3 separate regions of the Zea mays genome follow, and regions 2 and 3 are each linked to region 1. Evidence: chromatin contacts called from public Hi-C data. All regions are on one chromosome and are shown on one strand. Each heading gives the region's core, a stretch centred on a gene start, on an enhancer-like site or on the middle of the called end of the contact. The rest is flanking DNA. Distances are from core to core; before and after follow the strand shown. Region 1 holds the start of LOC103628951 (glycolipid transfer protein 2). Region 2 holds the start of LOC100280059. Region 3 overlaps LOC100279320.

The links. A called contact is a pair of places that touch in the nucleus more often than the background predicts.
Region 2: a Hi-C map of leaf shows a contact between it and region 1, with 6 times the contacts expected there. The contact joins the promoter of LOC100280059 here to the promoter of LOC103628951 in region 1. A contact is called at or near these places in 2 of 25 Hi-C or Micro-C datasets (ear and leaf).
Region 3: a Hi-C map of ear shows a contact between it and region 1, with 1.8 times the contacts expected there. The contact joins the enhancer-like site here to the promoter of LOC103628951 in region 1. A contact is called at or near these places in 3 of 25 Hi-C or Micro-C datasets (ear, leaf and leaf mesophyll).

What each region holds. Positions count from the first base shown.
Region 1 is chr6:7,498,334-7,502,668 of Zm-B73-REFERENCE-NAM-5.0, reverse strand. It overlaps LOC103628951 (glycolipid transfer protein 2), which reads left to right and starts at 1,775. Exons shown (of 5, transcript XM_008650138.3): 1 at 1,775-2,238; 2 at 3,075-3,130; 3 at 3,284-3,550; 4 at 3,737-3,880; 5 at 3,981-4,335. The coding sequence starts at 2,040. The coding sequence ends at 4,016.
Region 2 is chr6:7,691,364-7,695,698 of Zm-B73-REFERENCE-NAM-5.0, reverse strand. LOC100280059 reads left to right here and starts at 2,122. Exons shown (of 5, transcript NM_001152999.1): 1 at 2,122-2,230; 2 at 3,930-4,097. The coding sequence starts at 4,067. It overlaps LOC100282392, which reads right to left and starts at 497. Exons shown (of 8, transcript NM_001155303.2): 1 at 213-497. The coding sequence starts at 441.
Region 3 is chr6:7,648,257-7,652,591 of Zm-B73-REFERENCE-NAM-5.0, reverse strand. LOC100279320 reads right to left here. Exons shown (of 16, transcript NM_001152341.1): 10 at 4,274-4,335; 11 at 3,952-4,073; 12 at 3,687-3,806; 13 at 3,379-3,609; 14 at 3,099-3,290; 15 at 2,891-3,002; 16 at 2,325-2,817. The coding sequence ends at 2,572. Among protein-coding and RNA genes, the nearest start is that of LOC100279320, 7.2 kb to the right of the region's middle. Within about 2 kb of position 2,626, at least 10 of the 20 cell types and tissues checked have an H3K27ac peak or open chromatin away from gene starts, as enhancers often do. A contact at or near this core is called in ear, where this site is marked.

The sequences.
Region 1 (4,335 bases), core at 526-3,025:
TCATAATATAGATGTACTATTTGTATCAGTAGCCACCTCCACTGTTAAAAAAATGCAGCTGCTGCCAGGACACCGGTCCTAACACTATTGGCCGACCCACACATCGTCACCGTTTTGTAATAAACATGATTCGTCGATATGTACTGACAACATTGAAAACTGCAAACAGCAGAAACTGTGCTGCATCTCTTTCCTGCGATCTTATCACAGCAATGCTTAGCTAGTAAGAGTACTAGTATTTTTTTAAGACATATGGAGTAGATCCCAAGTCAATGCAACCGCTCTCGTACGTTGGGAAGCAACGCAGCCAAGCTCTCATCTCATCTCATAGGCCACATGTAAACTTGATGAGGTGATGTGATGTGATGCACATCTTGTACTATTCTAGAGCTGTTGTGATGTCGGCTGCCACTGGTTTCAAATCACAGAGAAGGTGCCGTGCAGGGAGGCACCCAGCGAGAGCATATACTACTGTATGTCTCATTGATAATCTTCTTCGAATTCTCATGCATTGCTGGTATATATATATACACACACACTCTCCATGACAGATGGCAAAACCACAGTTTTTTCCCCAATTTAATTAATTACAGTCCTAGCTAGCTAGTGTTGCTTGACTTTGCTTCGGGCAATGTGTGGCCAATCTGCCCTGGGGAGCAGATTCTGTGGGTTGGGTTCACCTGCGTACGTACTTTACCTGCGGATTTCCTTTGCCATGCACACTCCCTCAATTAACATTTTATATTTTGGTAGTAAGCTAAGGTTTTAATCTTTCACAAGTCGTGGTCTCACATACTGTCATGACGATGTCGTTCAGCTAAGAGAAAAGGAAACCCCCTTTCTGTTATACCACAACAGAAATACAAATATTTGAGCATAGAGATGAGAAGAGAGATGGAAGAATCTGTCCGACTTCGCGATACGGCTTTAACCCGGTTGCGGCTTCTACAATATTTTGTTTCTATGGATTGCAGCTGCGGGCAGCCGAACAAGATAGTTCAGTCAGCCGTCGCAGTAGTAGCTTAGCCCACTGAATCCTGATGGATCCAATTCCAAGTGTCAAATGTAACTATCAGGGTACATTTTTTTACATACATAAACTCCTGACATCAGGAACACTTCGTTTTTTTTTCCTGTGATGCACGCATGGATCTGGCCGTGGGTTAGCTTGGGCAGGAAAGGGTGTTAGAAAAGACAAGGGCCAACATCGCAATCGCAAGGCTCTGGAAGAAAGAACTGGCCAGCAATACCCAGCTTCAGTTGTTTGGTTCCAAGTTGCCAATTATTGACAAGACAAAATGTACGATGGCTATGCATCGCTGCACCAGAAAACAAGCATACATGCATGCAGCATTATCCGCTGGAGCTGTATTTAAACTGCAGGAAAGAATCTGTATTTAAACTGATTGCTACAAGGATCATTACAAAACAAGCAACGGGCCGGGACTTATCATGAGACTTGTTTAAGCCCACTGTCAGTGCAATAAACAAAATCCAGTTATGTAGAGAAGTCCAAGAATAAACGTACGGCTTTACCTTCAAGAATCTGTATATTTTTTTTCTTGGTTCAGAAAACAATCTGTATTTTTCACTGGTTGGAGTTTGGGCGTAGGTTGCCGCGAAAGCTTTCACCAACAATCATGCATATAGAAAAGGGATTATATTAGTATAACAAGTACACACAGCAATGTGTGAATGTGAATAAACAAGTCCATCCAGGCCAACTGCATCTGGCAATTAAAATCATCTCTCCCGGCCGAGTAAGGACAGGAGGCACCACCCGTTTTTTACTCTCAATAATTCCCAGTTGGCTGTTCTGACTTGACACAGAGAGGGATGCGATGAACAACACAAGACGCCGCTGTTTATTTTTTAAAGAAAAGGAAAGAAAAGAAGAAAAGGACAGAAACTAGAAGTTGACCCCATCATTTGTCCCAAGAAATGCCAGCAAATGAGCTTGCTTCCGTGTGTATAAGTAGTGGATTAGCTGAGGCTCGGGGTGGTTCAGGTGATAAGGAAAGGTAGTGGTAGGAGGATAGATGGAGAGGAAACGGAAGGAGATGGAGAAGGGCAAGTCTGAGCTGAGACTGGCCATGGAGGAGCTCCGTTTGTGCGGTTCAAGAGATGGGGCGGAGGAGGAGGAGGAGGTGCAGGTTCAGCAGGTGAAAGTGCAGGAGCAGCACAAGTCATCCACAATGGACCTCCTCTATGTCTCCAAGCAGCTCATCCATGTCCTTGGTTCGTAACTCATTATGCTCTGTCATACATATGCAAGTTCTGTACTGAAAAACAGCTCCATTTTCAGTCCAGTTATTATTTTTTTGAAAGATCCGGTTGCCCGGCTTTGATTTGTAATAAGGAGGTCTAGCGACCATTTTCAGTCTGGGTTATTTCGATCGATTGTCAGGTAGTTTCAGACTTTCAGCAGGTCTAGTGTTCTGATCAATAACCATCAATTGTTTTACCTTGTTTTGTTCATATACAGTATGTTCTTCTGAGGGGACTTTTCAGTAGATGTGATGTTATTATTCTGAATCTTGCTTTGCATTGAGCAAAGGGGAAAAAAATGGTTGTTTCTGTATGCAGGTTCTGTGTGCAGGTGTTGTGGGTCAGGTTTAGCATTCCTCAACGTGTTGTCATATATGGGATGTGACAATTTGCACACACACTTTGTGCCCTGTTGGATTCTTGGAGGGAATGGATACCTCAACTAAATAAGTGGCCAAGAGGCATTTAACCTTTTTCTGTCATGGATCATGATGCCACCAAATTGGACATGTGCTGATATATTTCTTTTAGCCTGACAGGCAGTGATCAGTGATGTAGTGCCATAGCGCTTCCCAAATGATTTCTTTTTCAGACATCATAGGGCTTGTTATTAAACCTTTTTTTTCTGTAGTGGAAGTCTTTAGTAAAATTTCCTAGAACAGTACATTGAGAAGATACAAAGTTTTGTAAAAAGCAACATATTCCATTGGCTGTTGCTTTTTCGTGTGCTACTCTCTCCACTATATATCTCTCTCTTTCTGAAAAATCAGAGTAAACTGACAAACTCTACCCTCTGTTGGATGAAGATGAGATTGGACCAACTCTGCTAGTCCTGAGGCAGGACATTCAGCAAAATGTCCAGGTAACCCACCCTTCTGCACTTAGCATGCCTGTCATCACTTTTTTTTGTACAGACTTACTCCCAAGCTGCTATACAGTTGTCAGTTGCCACCAATTCATTTGCATCTGTTCGAATCACTAACCTAGAATTGCCTCTATGATCTCCTTCCCGCAGAGGTTACAAGACCTGCATGAAAAGGACTGTTCCAAATACGCGTGCTTGACGGCGATAGTCACCGAGGAAATGGAGCAAGGGACAGCGAAGAAGACCAAGAGCTGCACCAGAGCTATCATCTGGCTGTCTAGGTCGATAAAATTCTCAAAGTACTTACTGGAGAGGCTGCTGGAGACTCCTGAGTCGAGCCTGGAAGAGATCGTGGAAGAAGCCTACGCAAATACTCTGAAGCCATGGCATGGCTGGATCTCGTCAGCTGCTTACAAGGTATATCACCTGGATACTTATTCCGCATTCCTCAGCTAGTACAGTCACATCTATTACTTTCTGGTTTGCAGATACACTTCTTTGTTGTTTACATTTGTGGTCATGCTTGCTGAGCTAAGTGTGCTACTAATTACTAGTAGGTTTGGTTTTTGCTCACTGACCTAATCTGTCGAGCATAGTTGTCAGGTAGCACTGAAGCTCATCCCGGAAAGAGAGTTCTTCGTAGCGCTGCTGATGGGTAACTGTCAAGACTTGGAGGATCTAGCAGAAGATGCCAGGATGCTGGCCTATGCCGTCCAGCCCTTGTTACAGGAGATCGATGCGATTTCGGTCAGGGCTTCGAACTCCACATCTCTGTTTGCTGAGATTAGTTGAAGCTGCGATTAAAGATAAGAATCTCTTGCTCATGCAATCTTTATATGATTTGCAGGCTAAGCACAACCTGGACAAGATGAAATCCTCTTAGGACACGAGGATTTTGCCGATCACCTGGTGACTGTACATAGCTGCATACGTGACCTGACCTTGTCTTGTGGCTGTAAAAGTGAAAGGTGTAATTTTGGGGTTTGTCTGTAGATTTCTAGTGACATATCGAATGTGTAAAAAAAAAAAGTTGTCTTCAGTGTATCCCTGCAGTGGTTTTAGTGCATGTATACCCCTCACGACCTAGGCACAGAATCCTCTTCTAGTGTCAAATTGTGTAGTGCTTGTTTTCTTTCTTCGATTTTTTTCCAACGTAATGGCACAACCTCTGCTTTTTAATAAGAAGAAAACAAGAAGATCCT
Region 2 (4,335 bases), core at 873-3,372, 190 kb before region 1:
CCAAGACTGCAATCTGCCGCGCCGCACTCGCATGGTTGGGACTCTAGCGAACCATCAGCGGCGCGCAACCACCAAATCGAGCAGCTTTTGCATTTGGTTATCCAACAAAGCAACCTCTATCACTAGCAATCGCTGGAGTCGAGTGGCAATTCAGAATTGGAAGCGTAGCGTAGCAGCAATGTAGTGCGAGAAGAAGGGGGGAAAGGCGGGACCTTTGGTCTTGATGAGGAGCTCGCCGGCCTTGGGCCGCGGCATGCGGAACTCCTCGAGCGTGAGCGGGCGGCCGGGCTCCCAGAAGACGGCGCCGCGCATGTAGCTGGGCCCGCCCGCGACGTGGTACCCTGCGGAGGCGGCGGATGAGGAGGAGAAGGAGCGGCGGAGGAGCGCGCCGCCGATCCGGCGGAGGAGGGCGCGCGAGGAGGAGGAAGCGGACATGGCCATGGCCTAGACCAACTGAACTGAACTGAACTGTAGGGGGTGGGTGGATGGAGCAGTCAACCAACCAAAGCTTCCCTTCATTGGAGTGTGCGACTCGGCCGCTTTGTCATCAATGGATTTGGACTGACGGAGTGACGGGGATGTGGATGCGACAATGGTTTCTGCCGATTTTTTACTTGGAAGGAAAAGTTCATGTAACTTAAAAAAAGAGAAGTCCTTCGTGTACCACTCATCCATACGAATGGAGTATGAGTGTACGAACAACGTTAATCTACCGTTGTTGTTGTTGTCCTTATTTTAAACTAATAAATCATAGACTACTAGACGGCCTTACTTGTATTTGAGTCTATCAATAAAGTCATGTATAGCAACGCTCTACAAAAAGTATGCATACAAATATCCACAAAAGTCTATTTGACTACCTCGTGTAGATTTATGGAAACTCTCTAGTAAATCACGGTCATGTCTACAAATTAGATCATGATCTAACAAACTAAGGATTGTTTAATTTACTGTCTAACTTGCCACGATTTGTCACATCTAAATTTAGCCAAATTTGATCAAATTGGTCATGTGTTTGGTTTGAAACCATAGTTGTAGCAACATTTTTTTCCTGCTACATAGATCTTACTCGTCAATGACTGGTAAAAGTATGGCAAGATTCTTTTAGACATGGCAAATTGTGGCGTAGAATTTGAACGCCTAACCTTAGTCACATTAGTCAAGTGTGGCGTAAAATTGCGTGGCAAGTTTTGGCACCATAGATATAGAACCAAACAACCCTTAACTATGTGTTTGGCTGCATGTATTTGCTGGTGCTTACATGATGGGATGTAATGAGCTGGTGTTTGGTTGTTGTTAACCAGGCTCTACGCGTGCGAGGTGTATGTTTGGTTACCTACGTATAGAGTGAAACCAGACTCGCACGGTACTTAAAGCACTCTAGACCAGGCTCTATAGACGCGAGCAAATTGGTCGTATCCCTGGAGCCAGATTCCCGCAGTCCTGGCTCATGCAGCCAGACTACAGAGAGAAGCAAACAGGCTATAAGAGACTCGCTTGCACATTTACACATAAGATCTCGCCGTCCTGGCTCATGCAGCCAGACTACAAGGAGAAGCAAACGGCTATAAGCATATTTACACATAAGATCTGATTGAATATTAGGTATTGCCTAGTTGCACTCAAAATGAGCAATATCCCATCATTCACGAACATATCCTCTTGCTGTTTTTTTTTTTTTTTTTTTTGCATCGTTGGAAGTTGACTGGTGGACGAACTCCGCGCCGCCGCCGTCCTGGATGACGCCGCACGCACGAGGTGCAAGTGCAAACGACCGCGTCCGAGTCCGGATCCGCCACCACCGCGCCCTCGCCGCACTACAGGCACGTGGAGCCCATCGGCGGTGAGCCGGAGGCTGGAGCACGCGCGGCGGTGGCGGCAGCGGCTGCGCTTGCGGCGGAAGGAACGGGGTGGGGATTCGAATCGAAGGAGCAGCGGCGATCTACTGTTCCCTTGTATTATGCCCGCAACTTTACTTCTCAAAGCCAAAGGTGTGCTGCCCACCCTGGCCTCCCCTTCTCCCCCGTCCCGTCCCCCCTCACCTCTCCTCTTTCTGCTAAAAAAAAATACTCTCCTATACTATACTAGTGCCAAATTGCTTCTGCATTCTCTTCCCTTCCTGCATTTCCTCCTCTGTCTCATCGGGGACCCCTGTCCCTCGTGGCGACGGCCGGTCGACCGCCGCTGCCGAGGACTTCGCCGGCGACGACCACCCCCACGCCCACTACATGTACGCTTGCCCGCCCCACCCCGTCTCTTCCCTTTCACTCCCTGCCGTGCGTTAGCGGAACCGGCCACCTAAACCCTAGCTGGATCTGATCTAATCAAGAGCCTGTACGCTCGTGTATTATGCCTACTGATTTGCTTTATATATTTTTTTTCTTTTGTTGTTGATGCAAAAATTACCGGGGTATGCACTACCGTGTCCGCTGCGTGCCCCTGATTCGGCGGATCAGTCAGTTGAGGCTGATCGCGCGATTAACCGCGCCGATCGTCGCTCCTGGAGCTAGCGCTCGCCATATGTTTTCAAGGCCTTGTTGTTCTAATCAGTAATCGTACAGCCTCGGCATGGCAAAGTGACCACCGGCTGTGCTATTTTTATGTATATATGTACGTTATCGTTACCAAATTCGATTTAAGTGGGAGAAATGCTCACTGTTAGTTTCACTCGTGATGCACGTTATGCTCCCCCTACCGCTCTCAGTAATTTGCCACTTAAAATCTACTACAGTATGTTATTTGTTCATGGACACAACAGTAGGTGCACCTGTTGCCTCTGAACCTCACATCATCTGTCCAATGTTTCTTTGCTGCACATCATCTGTCCCCACTTGTGTAGCATATATAAATTAAGTAATGAATGAATTCATGTTTTTGAGGTTGAACATTAGTTTCAAAAATAAAATACAGGTCGTTGGGAGACAGAACCATTGTGTCTCACTCTGAACTACATATACGACCTTACAATGCAGAGCTACCTGTTTATTGCGTTGCATATTCTGCAGACCGTTCAGCCAGAAAATCATGAAGAAGCCGGCGCCTTTTTTCTTGATTAAGCACCACACACGACTAGCCATCCTTTGAAATATAAAAAATATCAGTCAGATACTTTGCAGCTCCTTTCCTTCATACCAGTAGCCATATAAGTATAATTGTCTTTTGACTTGAGTGATTCGAGTAGCTGTATTCTGGCTAAAACATTTTGCTTGATTGTTTTATGCCACCTATGTTCCTCTCGCCCCAAGGGCAAGAGGGAGCACCTAGTCAGCGCTCGTAACGTATTTCTTGTGGTTTTGCTGGTTGCCTGGCCCTTTATCCTTTGATCAAATATGTGAGATGGTTCATTGTTCGATTAGGGACTACAAATTGGAACTTCACCATTAGTTTATATCTCTGAGACATTACACCATTAGGTCATACATCTGCATTAGTTCTTTTTACATTTTCCTCTATTCTGTCCTACTATTTTGTCAGGTTGAATTTTATCATCTGGCTAAAGTAACCAATGCCACTTACTGAGTGTGCCTGTACATGCTGTCAAGTTTATCGTTGTTAGCTAATTGGATTGACTTACGTTACTTTTCCACATTTGAGGAGCGATTTTTTTGCGTTATTCAGTACTTTTTGTTCTTCATTGTCACTTTACTCATAATATTTGGTGATAGCTACAGTTATTCTAAATACTGATAGCGAAGGGAAACCATGGGAGAATGTTGCTTATGACCTCTTGCCTCTGTTTTTTTCTTCTTCCATGTTTTATGTCCTGTTTCACTTGTTGTACTAATTGAGTCTATGGAAGATGTTTTTAAAAGTGTGAACTTATGTTTACTGTATTTAATAACCAAATAGTTTATTACAATATGGTTTGTTTGGTCTATTATACCTATTTGCTGCTGAAAACCTGAAACTACTGTTAATCTCTCATGCAGTATATGTTGAAGAATGGCTTGGAGCTAACAGTACTGACACCAACTTTTGGTTATGATCAGAAGCGACTGGAGTGCAGTAATGAATCTCTAATTGTTTGCAATATAAGAACCAGATACCTCATTCAAATGGTTTTTCCATGTTACAGATTGGTAGCCAAGAACAAAGAGGTTAGCTAGTGGTGATATGCGATAAAGTTTTCATATATACAACAATAAAGCTGAGAATTGTGGTCTGCAAATAATACAGTTTTCCTTCTCCATATGTATTGTACTTAGAGCAACCAATCTTAGTGATTAACATGGCCAGTTTAACCCGATTCTCAAACACCCAAATTGTGCTATTTCACAAATTACTTGATCATCAAACTATCCTTTTGTCTGTTTAAACATATCCATTTACCCTCCA
Region 3 (4,335 bases), core at 1,377-3,876, 150 kb before region 1:
GTGTCCGGTGCACACCGGACATGCACTGTTTGATGTCCGGTGCACCGGTATGGGCGAGTCTGACGACTGCGCGCGCTGCGCGCGCATTTAATGCACCGCAGGGAGCCGTTGGCGCCGCAGGGAGCCGTTGCTCCGCTGGCACACCGGACAGTCCGGTGCACACCGGACAGTCCGGTGAATTATAGCGGAGCGGCTGCCGCGCGAACCCGAGGCTGGCGAGTTCAGGAGGCCGAGCTTCCTTGGAGCACCGGACATGTCCGGTGCACACCGGACAGTCCGGTGAATTTTAGCCGAGTCGCCCCTGGAATTCCCGAAGGTGAAGAGTTTGAGTCTGAGTCCCCTGGTGCACCGGACAGGTACTGTGCACTGTCCGGTGGCACACCGGACAGTCCGGTGCGCCAGACCAGGGGTGCCCTCGGTTGCCCCTTTACTCCTCTATTGAATCCAACACTTGGTCTTTTTATTGGCTAGATGTGAACCTTTTGCACCTGTATAACTTATACACTAGAGCAAACTAGTCAGTCCAATATTTGTGTTGGACAATTCAACCACCAAAATTATTTAGGAACTAGGTGTAAGCCTAATTCCCTTTCAAGGGGCAACCCCGGTGTGCGGTCGGACCCAAAACACCGACAGCAGCCGCTGCTGCTGCTCGCTCGTGTTCTTGTGCCGCGACGACCTCGGCCTCCTGCTGGCGCCGTGCACTCGAAGTGACCGAGCGTAGGGACATAGTGGGCTAGTGAGGGGTCGCTGCATGTGGAAGAGGCTGTCTCAAACGAAAGGCTGCTCGTCTGAGCAGGAGAGGAAGGAACAGTTGGAGCTCGTGCTGCCGACTGAGTGTGGGGAGAGGCGCGGGAAGGAGATGAGCAAGAGATGTTTAGGCTGCAGGATAGTTTGCCTCTGATACCAATTGTAAGTAGAGGGACTCTAACTCTTATCAAGAGGATGACACTATGAGTTGGGGCAATTTTCTGTTTATTTCCTCAAACACTACACAATGTCATACCCATCTAAGAGTTGGAGACACATATTTATAGCCCTAGAGGCTGCACTACCACACCTTCTCACACACACTACACAACAGGATTGTTCTCTAGATGCTAAAGAGACTATAGAGGGCAGTCAAAAAGCGACTGATATCCTCTAGATGCTAAAGAGATTACAGAGGACAGTCAAAAAGCGACTGCAGTCCTTTAGATGCTAAAGAGACTACAGAGGACAGTTAAAAAGCGACTGTTGTCCTCTAGATGCTAAAGAGACTATAGAGGACAGTCAAAAAGCGACTAATGTCCTTTAGATGCTAAAGAGAGTACAAAGGACAGTCAAAAAGTGAATGCTGTCCTCTAGATGCTTAAGACTTATTCCATCAATATATACATATGTTTGTTGAGAACTGAGATGAGGGTGATCATATAGAAATGGTAGATTGTTGTGATTCTTGTTGAAACAGGCAGACTCTATCTATCACTAACGATCTCGAACACTTCACCATGCATGCAGGTCTAATAGCAGGCTAAATTGCGAGATAACTCTCCTGACATAATGACCATCAGGCAGGCTTTATGCTCCGTTTGTAGCAGGCAAGAGATAGATACAGGTGATGACCACAAGCACACCCAACCCAAGAATTACTTCTGTTCCTGACTAGGCAAAGAGACAACACAAGCACGCGGATTGGCCTGGGACTCTCCGGTTCTCCTTTTCTATCGCCACAAGCTGACCTGGACCTCAGTTGGTATTAGGGCATGTACAGTGGAGAGACACCAAAACGGTTCTCCAAGCACAGGAGACAACTAAGAGACTATATTGTACAATGGAGTGTCTATAAACGTAGTCTATTAATAAATACAGAATTAAATGTATTTGTATAGCATCAGATCGATAGAACAGACGACAAATTCGTACAGTGGGAAGTGAGGCGTCTGTTGTTACTTGGTTTACGAGCCAGAGGCGTCTCTTCACGGAGAGACGGCTCTAAGATTTTTTTGCAAATAACCCCCTAAAACACCTTAAGAGCCCCCACATTAAACACCACTGTACATGCCCTTAGTCTTTTGGTGGTACACGTCTTCGTTCTTGCTGTAAGATACAAAACATGGATGGATGCAACTGAATTCAAGGCTTTTTGGGATGGACTAGCTAGCTTGGGTGGTTGGATCGATGGGGGATGTAAATTACCGTGTGTATCAGATTGATTGTTATGGTTGATTCCATATGTGTTGTATAGTACACAAAGCCTTCACTTGCTGTGCGATCGACTGAGAAAGATCGTCTCGCCCAGCTGGCTTTGGTTATTTATAGATGAATGAAATCAAACACCTGCTGCACAACAATCAACTATTATTGCCAAAGCTAATCCCAGCAGCAATACCACCTGCTGCACAACAATAAATTGCATGCACGTGTTGGAGTAATTGTTTCAGGGAAGTGTCTATAAAACACCTGCTGCTAAATACATGGAGTAATTGTTTCAGGGAAGTATCTATAAAACACAAAGGCTGGGTCGGTGAATGGCAATCTGTTGCTCTGTACAACCTTCCACAGAAGAGTAGAAGACAGAACCCCACCGGTCTACTGCGCAGCAGCACCCACAAGCAGCCTCTCATCTCCAATGATCCACCTCGTCAGCTGGCTCGGGTCCTCTGCGAGTGCTCCGCACGAAGGGATGATGCTCAGGTCCGACCCTATGACCTGGTAGTCATCCAGCGCGGCCTGCATTTCGGCCTCCACCCGTGCATCGCCGAGATCCACGCTAAGGGCCTCCGCGTAGTGCCGCTCTTTCTCAGGGTCATGCTCAAAGGGATCCATGACAGCTCCCTGCATTACCACATACATAAGTTTATGAAACTCCTGTATTCAGAACCAAGATGACAGCCATGGAGGCGCTTACCTGGCAGAGCTCAGAATAGTGCCTGTAAGCCCCGCTGTTTTCATCTCGGTCATATAGCAGTGTTCCGCCATACCAGCCATTCTCTACATCCGCTGTCGTGAATGCAAGGTACCTGCATCATATCGCAAAGAAAACGGAATTTCTAAAATCATCTACAAAGGAGCCATTTTTTTTTAAAGAGCTATAGTAGCAAATTTTATGGAGTCACCTTCTGAAAATGTCCTCCTCGCATGATTCAACTGAGGAGGATAGCCAAATTAGTTCCCCACAAAGAGACACATTTGACTCGTCTCTGTTCCCCTCGTTCACGTTTTCAACCGGGGCAACTCTTGCGGTTGAAATTGTCTCCGTATGCTTCCTTTGACCAAACAACCAGTTGGGGCTTTTAAGCTGTATCTCACTGAACCATAAATGGATCCTGTCAGAACAACATCACAAAAAATAAATTCAACCAAGAACCATATGTGACGAGGGGGTAAACCGCGTACGCTGCATCTGGTGCCATTCCAGAAGTTCCAACACCTCCACTTGGCTTTAGATCAGCGTCACAATGAAGCCTTACATTCCTTATAGAACTACATGTTCTTTCTATAAGTTTGTCGAACGAAGTAAGCTTCTTCCGTGAGAAATCCTCTTTGCATGCTGGGACAGGGCTCAATATGGTCCCAGGGTTCAATGCAGCTCCAGACCCCACGAACACATTATTTCCAGGTGCAGAACTGTGAGTTACCATCTTGTTAAGGGTATGAAAATCATTGTATCATAACAAGTGAAGCAAAGAACCACTAAAACTTGCCTCAAGTGGTAGCTATCAGACATAAGATCATCCCCAGCTGTCGTCACATGAAGATAGTAATCAGTATCCAGCTCCCAAAGAGCTGGTTTTCCTTCTTGTGGTTGAAAATACCCCAGAAATCTGATAGTACCACCAAACTAAGAATTAGTACCCCAGAAATCTGATTGCACCCATGGCACTAGACAACTCAAGAGCTGGTTCACTCACTACCTTATATGTTTAATACAGTACATCTATTATGATAAAAGCAACACGATAGACTTACAGATTTATAGCATCCTGCTTCTCACCATCAGTGTAGGCATTACTGTAATACCGTTTAATTGATTTCAGGAACTCCCGAGACTGAGTAGTAGCCTTCCATTTCCCTTGCCTCTCAGGGAAAACCTGAAATTGTGTTCATTGGACAGTACTGGATGTCTGAAACCAGGGAACAGCCAAAGAGGCGATAGCAGATAGCTCTCTTATCTGAAGTTCTAAACCCCAAAACCGAAAAGAAAATGACTTCTGGAATTTGGATCCTATGGGCATTACAAATGACTGGCAGCTACTCTTTATTTAATATGTGCTAAAGAATATTTACTGACCGTGTTATGTGCCGCAGATCCTCCATACTGATGAGCAAGTGCATCACCCATGCTCTGGTACA